Regions from separate parts of the Anas platyrhynchos genome. Here region 2 is linked to region 1. The links are chromatin contacts, called in public Hi-C maps. All regions are on one chromosome and are shown on one strand. The core of a region is the stretch at or near the end of the contact, and the rest is flanking DNA. Distances in the headings are between cores, read along the strand shown.

Region 1 (6,121 bases), core at 1,150-3,649:
CAGCCTCTGCGCCGTGCCGGGCTGTGCGGCTGGGCTGCTCCGGAGCAGAGCGGGGACTGCTCCCGCTGCTCGCCTGGGAGATGGGAGAGTAACATAAGACAGCGATTCAAAGGCTACTGCTGTCTCGCCAGTGATTTATGGCACGCGGGAAAGATTCTGATGTGTCATGCTGCAGGGGGAAAGGAGAGCGGCACCGGGGTCATGAACAAAAAGGAATTTGCTTATCCAATTTCCGTCTCCTTCTGAATTTGATTGGAACTCGCAGTTGTCAGGCTGTGTTTAAGTCTAGTCTTTACCAACGCCTCCTTAACTGCGGAAGGTCAAAACCAATTATTGTTTTGCCTCCAGGGACTTTCCTTCTTCAGAGAGGCCTTACAGTGGATGTTCTTTAAACCCTTTTCCTTCCAATTAAGGCAGCAGACTCCTTTTTAGAAGGTTTTTCAGGGGACGAGGGGACAGTAATCGGGAGACTGATAGATTTATCAATAGCCTCGAAAAACAAAGCCTGTATGTCTCGGGAAGCTGGAAATCTAATTCCTTTCAATGACTTTTCTCACTCTGAACTTTAAATCTGTTGTTTCATTACACCGGGAATGGAAAGCCCCTAATTTTCCCAGGCTACAGTTTTCCTCTGGTTTTTAACCCTCAAGTACCATGTGGATTTATGCCTCAGCACCTGATGTTCAAGTTTTTCACGTAGATAAAAATGCTTAAGTTCTGTTTTTGGTAGGAATTTACAGCTGTACCGTCTGGAGGGAGTTGTGAGAGGCTGTACCTGCATCCACAGCTGTAGTCTGACAAGTAATTAACATCTTCCACATCTTTGGGGTGGGAAGGGAGAAGAACATCTTGAGAGTCTTTCATTTTTTTCCCCTTTTCCCCTTTCATTTCTGTTATGGACATCATTGTTTTCAGTTTTATAGATTGTTTTTTCCCCTCTACTCCAACCCATTGATACCTACCAAGGCCTGTTTCAGCAGATGGCTTCTTTTTATTCAGACATGTATCAGGGACTGCTGTGATTATACTTTTACCCATTGAAGGGGTTAAACGCATTGTTTCCCCTTGAATGTACCATTTGTTGTGGGAGAAGTGAGCAGCAGAGCAGATAAAAAAATAATCTCATTTGAAAGAGAAAATCCAAGTCCAAGGCCAGGTGGGGGGAGGCTGCTGAGGAAACAGCCTCCCCCCACCCAAGTAAATGCAGGAAACAATACTTTGGTATTGCAGGTGCCAAAATACTTAGCAAAAATACTGTGTAATTGCTATTTATGTCAGCATGGACCATGAAAACATGGTACTCTGTGTAAGAAGTAACCCCCACACATAACCAGGTACGTTTGTGTATTGCAGTGTTTAGGTGGCTGACCTAGATTGTATTGACTACAGTAGTTGCTCCTACAGGAATACTGGGCTGTGCATAATATTAAGGGAAGTCTGTTTTTTTCTGGAGCTGGCAGATTTAAGACCCTTGATTAATTATATTCACAGCTTCACTGAAGCAGGACTGTAATTATGTGATTATAGGGCAGCTGTAGTCTTGTGGACTGAGAACAAGGACACGAATTAGGAAACGTGCGTCTTGGTGCTGATCTGCCACAGTCTGTTTTGTAAGATCCCAGGCAAGTCACTTGAAATGCTCCGGCTACCATTGGATAGACCAATTTTAGATGTTGAATTTTGGGGGTTTCAACTCAATTCCTTGATTCTGTTATCCTCAGGGAGAGCATGGAGTGACTGGCTCAGTTGCTGAGGTTTCCTCCATGCCTGCATTTAATCAGATAATTCCCGTCTTCTGTGCCTAATGGGGATGATGAGTGCCTTGCAGGTCAAGATATTATTTGCAATTGCTTTATAAAGGGTTAATCTACTACAAATGTCCTTGTGACCATACACAAATTTGAATAAGTCCAGGGGGTGCTGATAAATTCATTACAATTTACTGTTCCCATCTGCAACGTGCTTATGCTAAGGGTTAGCCGGGCATTAATCCTTTCAAAAACATTTATAAATAAAGCCAGAATGCCACGTGTGACTGAAATAGCTAGGTATGACTCTGCAGGCAGAAGTGCAGAGCTCTGCTTTCCTTTGACACGGTGCTAGCCCTTAGCCCTGAAAATACATCTGGGCAGACATCGCAGCAGCGACGCTAAGAACTATTTTCTTGGTTGAAAATAATGGTTCCCTTCTTACTCAGGAAAATCATCCAGACCTAATGACTTGCTATTCCTGTCCCGCCGGACTGCTCCAGATAGCGCAACGGAAATTTCCTTTGCTACTGCAGGGAGAGCCTGTCCCCAAGGAGGGCTTTTCTTTTGATAAGGTGTCTCTCCTATCCCGCGCTGCTGAACCAGCCTGAATCAGCACGCCAGCATGTGAGTGCAGGAAGATCCCGGTCTCAGCCGCTGAGTCACATGAATAACTGGAATAGTTCTGCAAAGCAGAATTAATTCCCAGAACCTCTTCAGGCATATACCAGCAGGCACATGCTTTTGCTCCAGCATTACTTTACAGCTCTGTGATGCAGTGGCAAGGACAGTGCTGATCCTTGTAATTGAGATAATGCAGTTTACCTGGTGTTAGAGTGTTAAACCTTACAAGTTTATTGTTGACACTCTCCTGCTTCCAAGAAGATTTAAGAATAAGCCACAGCATAACAGAGCTATTAGGGTTAAGCTTAAATCAACTGTGCAGTGACTCAGAGCTTGTAGCCCTTTCAGACCAAGTGTTGGGGGGGATAATCCTGTTGTTATTAACTATTGAGTTGCTTGTGCTTTGTGCAGACTGTTTAGTCAGCAAAGATACGTACAGAGATTCACAGAGACTCTCTTTTTTCTTTCCATTCCCCCTTTTTTTTTTTTTTTTTTTAAATCTATTACACTTTGGCAAAAACCTCTGAGTTACAGGAATAGTAACTCAACAGCCCTGAGATTCTGGTTTAGCAAAGTCCTTAGACTACATGCCTGGAATTTGGGCTAAGATATCCAATTCTCTACAGAACCTTTCAGTCCTGAAATGTGTCAAGCCTGCAAGGATTTTAAATAAATGAACTTTCAGGAAGTGAGGGAAGAAGGCTACATAGCAAATGCAGAGTCCAGGTATTCCTGGTGGACAAGGACGTGGGGGCTTTAATAGGGCAACAGTGTGACAGAGAACATAGTGTTTAATGAACGTTTTGAGACTTTTTCCTCTTAAGCACTAATTTCTGTTGTCTAGATAATAATGGTAGGCTGACCAAGCACATAGGAGAGCAAAGAAGAAAGACTGCTTGCGCTTCTACCTGCTGCTCTTGAATATGTCACAAATGAATTCAGGATGATCTGCTTTACAGTCCAGCATCACTGATAAGGGGAGCTGATTTATTTCTGTCTTCTCTTCTTTGTTCTAGAATATTAGTCAAAATTTGTGCAATTTCTCCAACAACTGCTGTAATTTTTAATATCTTAGTCCTTTGGTAAGCCTTACGTTGTGTTTCACCTGACATGTTATTATCAACAACCATCACAAAAGAACATGAACTTTAGAAATCTAAAATAATTTGAAATCACATTGAAATTATTGTTATTGAAGAAGAGATCTAGAGCCAACATTTAGATGTCTGGATGTCTATGCTTTGTGGTTTGTCCACAGATGAAAACGTGTTACTTGTTTGGGCTCAAAACCAGTACCTTTCCCTGGGATGTATCTGGAACAAACGCTCACTAAAAGCAAACATTATTTCTGACATCTATTGCTTGTCTGGATGGCAAACTGGCAAGTGTTGAAATCTGTGATAACGGTCAGAAGAAAGTATATAGTCCTGTGGCCATGGAAACCTCATATAGTTTTTTCCTGTTTCTTTTTCTGCATTTTCTAGTGAATGAATTGTTCTGAATCCAGCTGGATGGCAGCCCAAGCGACTGCAGGCCTCAGCTTAGCCACAGCAGAGGGCAAACCTAGAGAAAAGCTTTCTCTTTGCATGTTCTCACCAAAATGCTATTTTCAGTAAGTAACTTTTTTTTCAGGAAGAGTAGTTCAGTGCCTCAGGAAGAGTGACCATTCATTCCCCGGTCTCTCTGGCTAAAAAATAAAACAACCCGAACACAAAGTAGCAGATCATGACTCATATCCATATGATTCAACTCTTTTCCCCCATTCCTGCCTCTGAAGCAGGTGGCCTCCTCCAGACAGCCTCCAGGGAACGGTCCCCCACGTGTGTCTGGGTATCGGCTGGCAGAGCACTCACCAAGTGCCGTGCCAGCCTTGTGTCCTGATGGTTAAACACTTGGTCATGGATCTAACCCGTGCCCCACACCTCTTCAGTTTCTGTATAGATGAAAGCTGTAAGCAGGGAAGGCAGCTAGTGCCAGCGGTGGGCTTGGTTGTGTGACAGGGACAGGAGAAGAACGCGGACGACGCTGGCAGCTCACCGTGACAGTCCTTTTCACCAGTGCTTCAACAAGCATCTGCTCCACGTTCACAGAGGAACACCTCCCAAACCAGGGGGCCCTGAGGTAGCACAAGGCTGGTCAGGATTTTCAGGGACTGCTGAGGTCATCTGGAGGTTTTTGCAGGGTACCTGGACTGAAACGATCTTAATCCATTATCGCTCCACCAAGATGCCGCTGCCACTCCAACTTTTGGTACACCGTTGTACAGCTAGGGTGGGTTAAGCATATCTTGTGCTGTCTAGATGTTGGACAAGTGTTTGTGGTGTTCCCCAGGTATTACAGTATGATGTCTTATATCCTTTATCAGCACAATATGTAGGGCAGACATACTTTCTTTTCCGGTTGTTTTCAGTGGGTTCAGTTTTAGGCCCCCAACATGTTCGTTGTGCCTGCAGCAGTGATGCTGCTGAATGTGCTCAGCTCTTCCTACAATCACTGCTTTCAAAAACTGTTTGTTATTCTGTAGGGCTGGCCCAGTATTATTTTCTGAGAACACAGTCAGCACCTTCACCCAAATGAAACCAGTGTGTGGTTTCATTGTTGTCCTCAGAAAGAACCAGATGAGTCCTACAACTCTACAGCTACTCTGTGATATTAATGCCTGTATTCTGTAGCTCCATCAACGAACATAAAACGTGTAGTGTGGCTCTGTTCAGCTTTGCCTCTTACCTATTTTCTCACCAAACAAGCAGGAGTTTGATGGCAAAATCTTGAATTTAGGGCTACATGATTCAGACAACAGATCTGACTGAGCAGCAAAGCTCAGTTTGTGTTCCAAAATGTAGCAGCAGCACAGGTATTTATTACAGGAAAGCCCCCAGAGCACAACAGTTAGAGGAATGATCTTTCTGTAAAATTTTACAACACGTTTATAGGATTCTACAGAGAAGATCTTTAAGAGGTAAACTTTATTACATTTCAATCCAAATCTCTAAATATTTGTGATTTCCAAATATCTGTTAAAAGGCAGCCTCTAAATGGGCTTATCCATGGTCACGTGCTAGGTGCGTCACGCCGGAATTGATACCATCATTGGATTATCCTACTTGTTAGCACTTTGAATCTTCGTAATGTACTTTGAAGTCTTCAGAGGAAGAGCTTCATGGGAATATTTGGAGAGCCTGATTCAGTTCTTAATTGGGCTGACTCATGCTGAGTCACCAGGAGTTCCATTAGCTGCATCCTTAAATGCAACACTCAGGTTTTCGGAGGGCTGTGTGGCAATCAGACACCCCCAGCAGCTGCTGGAGTCCCATAGGGTCAGGAGATCCGCTTCCATTATGCCCTCTGGAAAGTGCTGATTTCAAGTCTACCAACCAACATGGCTCTGGCTGCAAAGCCAGCCGGTTCTGAGCTCTTCTGACACCTGGTTGACCAACTGCTTGCCAGGCAGCTTTTGAAAATTATCTCCTACTCTGGCTTCAGCATCATTGGCATCTCTTACGCACAGAGAGTTCACCACACCCACACTTTTCCATCCTGCAGGAAGTACTTGGCCAACAGAAGCACAGTTAAAAACACAAGAAGCATTTTCCCTTAATTTTGTAGGAAAGGATTTTTACTCCATAAGTCAGCTCCTTAATAAAACAGCAAAAGGCGGTGAGTAAGGCACCTGATGACTAAAATAATTTAGGTTGTGGGAAGCAGCAGGGTTTGATATTGAATACAAATCTGAGTGGGATTCGTTTCAC
Region 2 (6,005 bases), core at 2,883-5,382, 150 kb after region 1:
TGCTATGCTGTTGAAGTGCAGATACACAAATCTCCTTGGAGTCCCCAAGGTCCTTTTATGAGAAGCAGAGCTGCCATCATTTGATATCATCCTGCTGGCTGCTTTTTATATTGGAGTTGAGAGAAATAATTCTGTTGCTGTTAAATGTTCTTGGTGGAGTGCTATGTCTATTGCTATATGTTGTCATACATTTGATGTATTATCAGATTAGTACATGCTGTTATGGTAGTGTTTGGTTCATTGTCACGTTAGATGATTTGTAGTCGTTTATATATCACTTGAAATTATTACAGGTAAAAACTTGTCTAAGAAAATGTCAAAGTTTGTAGTAGCGGGTCATATAGCTACTAAAATGACAGATGATAGTAGTCCATAATCATAATGCAATATTCTCTGTTAATGTAAATCAGCGTTGCTCCAGGACTGCAGGGGGCTGACACCAGTTTACTCCAGTGCCCTGATCCAATCAAGCACTTAGGTACATCATTTAACTTTCAAGTAGGCCAGAAGTTCAGCTGAAGACAAGCAGGACTGCCCATCTGCTGAAGTACTTCACTGGATCGGAGCCCAAACAGGAATCTGACACACGGTTCACTTGCAGATGACACATCTTGAAATGATAAAGGCTATTATGGCTCTCGCAATTGGCTCATATTATTACCCATTCAGAAATGAGCTGTGGATGCTATAGGTAATAGTATACAAAGGCTGTGTCTTTTGTTCAGCGCTGGCCTTTCTGTGCAAACTTAGCATGCTCCAATTTAAATGTCATCCAGTGCACGAATGTTCAGATTTGGAATTTCTCAGTAACTTTAGTGACAAGGAAAGGCAGCTGCAGTTAGTCTGTGTGATACATGGGCTACAACAGAGCTGTACCCATTTACACTAGCTGAGTATCTGGCACAGAAGTACTGAAGTTGGAGGCAACAATCACAGAAATCTAATACTTAAAGATACGGCCATATTATTTTTCTAAAAGTGGGTAATGAAATACCACGCTAATGAAATGACACGGAGCGTAGCCTTCCATGTGGGCATCAGTGAGAGTCATTGTGTTGGGATATCAGGGTGGCTTATCTGTTATTAATTCTGTCTGAGAACAGTGATAAAGATTTTATTACTTATTCTTAAATTTATTAGGGTGGACTGAAAGGGCAGCAAAGATCTCAACGGTGCTTGAATGACCCAAGAAATCTGTTTAATTTTCTGTATTTGCGTTGAAGATGCATTCAGGTTTGCATGTTGGTGTAGTTCCACTGACTTCACCCGACTTTTACATCTTGCTTGTGCACGCCCGCTGACCATGTTAGAAGCAGCCATATGCATGTAAATAAAATCTGTTCTGTGGGCTCAGCACTTAGATTGTCATGCCTTTTAGCTTTTAATAAACTCACATCAGCTGATGTTGGCAAAGAATAGGAGGCAGTGTTTTGTTAAGCTGCAGCAATTGAGACTCTTACTAGACCAGGAGTATTCTTCTCATCTGTCGGTAAACCCAAGACCTGGCAAACAGGAGAATATGCTGACTAGAATAGTTCAGATTCTGCTGTTGCACATTTATGGAACAAGCCCCAATATGACCACAGCTGTGGAGTTTATGTACAATTAGCTGATTTTTTTTTTCAAGCAGACGAAGACTGAACAACTTGTAGAACAAATTGTATTTTTAATATCTCTACCTTACTGTTATTCTAGCTTGCTGGCCTTGTCTTGAGGAAAACCATAAATATGAGGAAGCCATAAATGTGTCTTTATAGTAGACAGATGCTTTCTGTAAAACGTACAGTGATCCATCTCCTTTCTATTTTAAGGCCAGGTTTTACCCACATGCTCAAAAACATGGCTGAAGTCATTTGGACCTTGGACTCCCCTTCTGTCCAGGCCATGTAGGCAGGGAAGAGCGTGATAGCAATATTTTATGGGAGGTTTGAGTACAAAGGAGGATACCATGCATCCTTTGTAACTGTCAGTGGCCAGCAAGGTCCTTTTCAGAGTGTCTTGCTTAAATAATGTTTGAGATGTCAAACGAGTTAAAGTCTCCATGCCCTCACCTCTTCAATAGCTGAGCAGAACAACCTTCAAGTTATGCACTAGAGAATTGGAAACTCAATCTGGCTACATTGTGAGATTAATTTTCCATCTGGGATTTGCACTCTTGCTATGTCAGCGCAGGGGATCAGACTGTTCTGCAGCAAAGCACGAGCGTGTAGAGTCACTGCACTGGCTGTCTGAAGAGCTCGTGGTCTTTTTGTGGTAAAGTTTTGAAGAATGTCATGATCACTTACTTATGGGATTTGATGCCAGTAGTTTGTATCACCTGGGCATACTTTTGCCATCCTATATCTGAAGGTTTTTTACCATATAAGTACTACCTCATCCTTTCTACTAAAGATGCCTAGAGGGTTTTGTTTCTCAAAATTTGCCCTATTTTGCCCTAATGTAGCTTAATAAGACTCTTACCATCTAAACATTTCCAATGCATCTCATTTCACTGTGGTTTATGTTAAGTAGTATTTCTTTATTCTCTTTTATATAATCATGGATTGGAAGTGTTAGAGATCCCATAAGCCCTATTAGTTTTATTAGCAAGAAAAGCCAGTTGCTTTATTAGCATACTGGCTTTCCACATCTTCAGCACTGGAATTCTTATTCTCCTTTATTTGTCTTGCTTAATCATAGGTTCTTGCTTCCTTGATTTCTTAGATATAGACATAGATCACTCCCAACCCTTGCTTTCTTTTGTGTTCTGAAGCAACTTTTCACACCCACAGTGCTTAACTATTTTTAATGCACAAGTTAATACTAGAAATTGGACAGTGACCCGTAGAGACAACCCATATAAAATTGCTGTATGGTTCTGATTTGTTTTTACTGGGACAAGTGTCCACGTAGCGATTAGCAGACCATAATTGTCACTCTTGAAGGAAATATAAGCAGAAAGGCTAACCACTAACTGGGCATGGAAAAGCATAACTTGCAGATTTTTGCTCAAAGATATTCCTCCAGGTTAGGGTTGAAAAGCACTGGGGGACCATGAATAAGGAGGAGCACAGTGCCCATATCTTGCTGTGCCTTATGGGAGCGGACAAGCAGCAAAAATGAGTTGCATTGTTATCTTTTACAAGAACAGTTCTCAGCTAAGAATAATTTATAGGGATTGCACTTCATGCGTAATGCTCCTAAGGGTTGCATTCCCCTGAACATTACTAACCTTCAGTACATAATGGCTTTGACCCACGAGGGACCTATTTGTGTGAGCACCACCTATAAGTTGCTGTTTTTCACTCAGCTTCCAGATAGTCCTTTACCAGGCAGAGATTTTGGGAAGGAGAGTGGGTGTGGAAGGGCTGAGGGGAGCACCTTGCTTTGCCAAGGAATAAAGTGATGTGGCAGTGCAGGCTGAGGAACGGTTACATCTCACCTGCACAGCTGCCTTGCTTCTTCTGGAGTTCTGGAAGCACAACTGTCCCTAGGGGACCTTCCAAGGCAAAACGTTCTGGGAAAGAAAAATGACTTCTAATCAGTATTTTTTTTTTCCTCAGAAGAATCTCTCCAGGGCAAGAATGTGTATGGAGGGCCATACTGTCACCCAGCCCAACCTCTCCCTCCCGAAAGTGGGGGCTGAAGAATGCTAATGTGTTGCGTTTGGAAGGTCCTTCATTGCCCAGCCCTGTAGCTCACAACTGTGTTAAACTCCTTGGATGTATTCAGCAAAGTATTTCTGAGTCTAGCAGCCCTGTGTCAGACTTTTGCTTTCAAAACGTCTGGTAAGAATTTTTGCAAAATTTTCCCAGATTGGCTTCTCCCTGTCTGTTGTCATAAAATAGCTGAGGTATTTAATCCTGTATCTTTAGACTGGACTGGGGGAAACTGTGTTTGAGCGTCCTACAGCTGATAAATTGGATGTGTTAGCCTCAAGGATGGAAGCTGGCACTTAGCTTAGGTGAAAGAGATGAGTAATGGCCCTAAAGATGCTAAGCTGTTTGAAGCTCTTCTAATAAATGGGGTCTTTTTGTGATGAGCTATCCTCACTTTCTTTGACTGTTTGGTATAAAAGCTTTGTATATACAAGCACATTACTCACTATTTACTGGCCGTGGTTGTAAGGCTGTTTAATTTTGCAATGGTCCCATCTAAGGGATGATTCTTGTACTGCATGGAAGGGAGACAGGCAAGCTTTGCTTTTCGCTTTATTTGTGTGACTCTGCCCCCATGGAAACACCGTGTAGCCAGCACATTTGCCATAGGACACAAAATGCCAAACTTGCGGCTTTCTGGATGGGGAAGTTCCACTCATCCCAGCGGAGACCCAGGGGACAGGCATGGAAAGAGACTAAAGGAAACATGAAAAAGAATGTAGTTATGGTGGAGAATGGGGCTTTTTGGGTATAAAATACCCAGTATCCCTACCATCTCCCTCTGCCTACATCCCTATTCCCACTCTGATTTTTTTTTTCTCTGTTGTGTTCTTGCCAGCTTCTTGTTTGTGCCTCTCAGTTATTTTTTTTTCCACTTTTTTTTGCTTTTCTCATCTGTTGATTCTTTTTCTCCTATTTTATAGTATTCCTCTTCTGTTCTCTCTTACTTTCTCTATTCTTTCCATATCTTAGCCCCGTGCCCACATCCTCGCATAGCAAAAAGCGAAGAGGAAGGGAAGGTTTGGGGCTCATTCCTCAGGTCTGCTCTCAAGGCTCGCAGTACTTTGGTTAAGCATTGTGGTGCATTTTGCTTTTTTTATGGGTACAGCATATCCATATAGCACTGATTAGGGTATACCAGTGTTCCTGGACTGGAAGAGGAAAGATTTATGATGGCATTGATTGCAGTGCTAAAATAAACTGCCCTCCCTTAGCCAGACGAATACGAGTTTGTAAATGCCAGCGTTTTATACACAAAATGAAGGACACTGGCTGGGGAAGGCAGCTGCCTAGGTTAGCTGTTCAAGATCTGAAAATGGCAAGTCTTTAAAAGCAAAGAGCCAGAAAAAGTCATTTATATTAAAACAAACTCTGTCATGAGTCATTTGCCTTCTTTTTCTCTTACACACAGAGTTTGTCTCAGACCTTCTAAGGCCTGAGTAACATCTGATACTCTTTAGGCTGAGCTGGCTCTAATAGGAGCGGGCTCCTGCTTCCAGTTACAGTGTACCACTTACCAGTCACAGCGTACCACGTAGAGCTCTTATTTAATGTGGGTCTTGTGTTTACAGGCTATAACTATTACTTTTTTTGTCATTTTTATGGTAATAGAAAAGATTGTTTGCCAGTGATTCAGTCCCAGCCATACTGATGAATGGGTTGGTGTCCTGAGCAGTGGCAGCAAAGAGCGGCCCGAGAGGGGCTTTTACTTTTTGCCTCATTCATTTTTCTCGTGCAGCTTCAGCCATGCCCCAAGGTCACAAAAAGCTGGTCACTGTGGATGGTGTGGGAGTGGAGAGCTTGAACACATGTGGAGCAGAGTTTGTTCCCCAAGGGCTAGGGTGTAACTTCGCAACACGCTCTGATTAGGGAACATCACGTAGTACATCTCCCTATAGGAAGATGAGAGGGAGCCACATGAAGCAGAGAGCTGTAATCAGCACCTCCTTTGCCTTCTGGAAAGAGATTCACCTCCTTTTCACGGTACAGCGCTTGGCAGGTTTCTCAGGTTAACACAGACAGGTACGGATGCAGGTGGCTGGCAATTCCTCCCGTACCCTTACCTTATTCTAACCATATCACTCAGCGTTGCTTTACAACTCTCACACAGCTCACACATGAGCTGTGTGTGGTTTTTCTCCCCTTTTACTTTAGAAGAGGCGACACCAAAGCATACACTGTCTGAAAAACACAGCCTCTCCCTTTTCTTCTTCCCCTCCCCTCTGTTCCCATGTTTTGGTTCAAATATTTTACCAGGTGCTACAGGTGGGAAAATAGGTTAACTGCAGCTAGAAAATACAAAAGGTGTATGAATCTTTCACGTTTAGTTAACTGCTTGTGCCAAGGCACACACAGACCTGAAAAGGG

What was found. Hi-C and Micro-C count contacts between places; a contact is called where the count stands out from the background.
Region 2: a Hi-C map of subcutaneous adipose tissue shows a contact between it and region 1, with 2.4 times the contacts expected there. The contact joins two enhancer-like sites. A contact is called at or near these places in 2 of 8 Hi-C or Micro-C datasets (skeletal muscle and subcutaneous adipose tissue).

The regions. Positions count from the first base shown.
Region 1 is chr8:35,798,927-35,805,047 of IASCAAS_PekinDuck_T2T, forward strand. No RefSeq gene overlaps it. Among named protein-coding and RNA genes, the nearest start is that of FGGY, 27 kb to the right of the region's middle. Within about 2 kb of position 2,400, at least 8 of the 8 cell types and tissues checked have an H3K27ac peak or open chromatin away from gene starts, as enhancers often do. A contact at or near this core is called in subcutaneous adipose tissue, where this site is marked.
Region 2 is chr8:35,943,524-35,949,528 of IASCAAS_PekinDuck_T2T, forward strand. The region is part of intron 15 of FGGY (FGGY carbohydrate kinase domain containing); the gene reads left to right. Among named protein-coding and RNA genes, the nearest start is that of HOOK1, 43 kb to the right of the region's middle. Within about 2 kb of position 4,133, at least 4 of the 8 cell types and tissues checked have an H3K27ac peak or open chromatin away from gene starts, as enhancers often do. A contact at or near this core is called in subcutaneous adipose tissue, where this site is marked.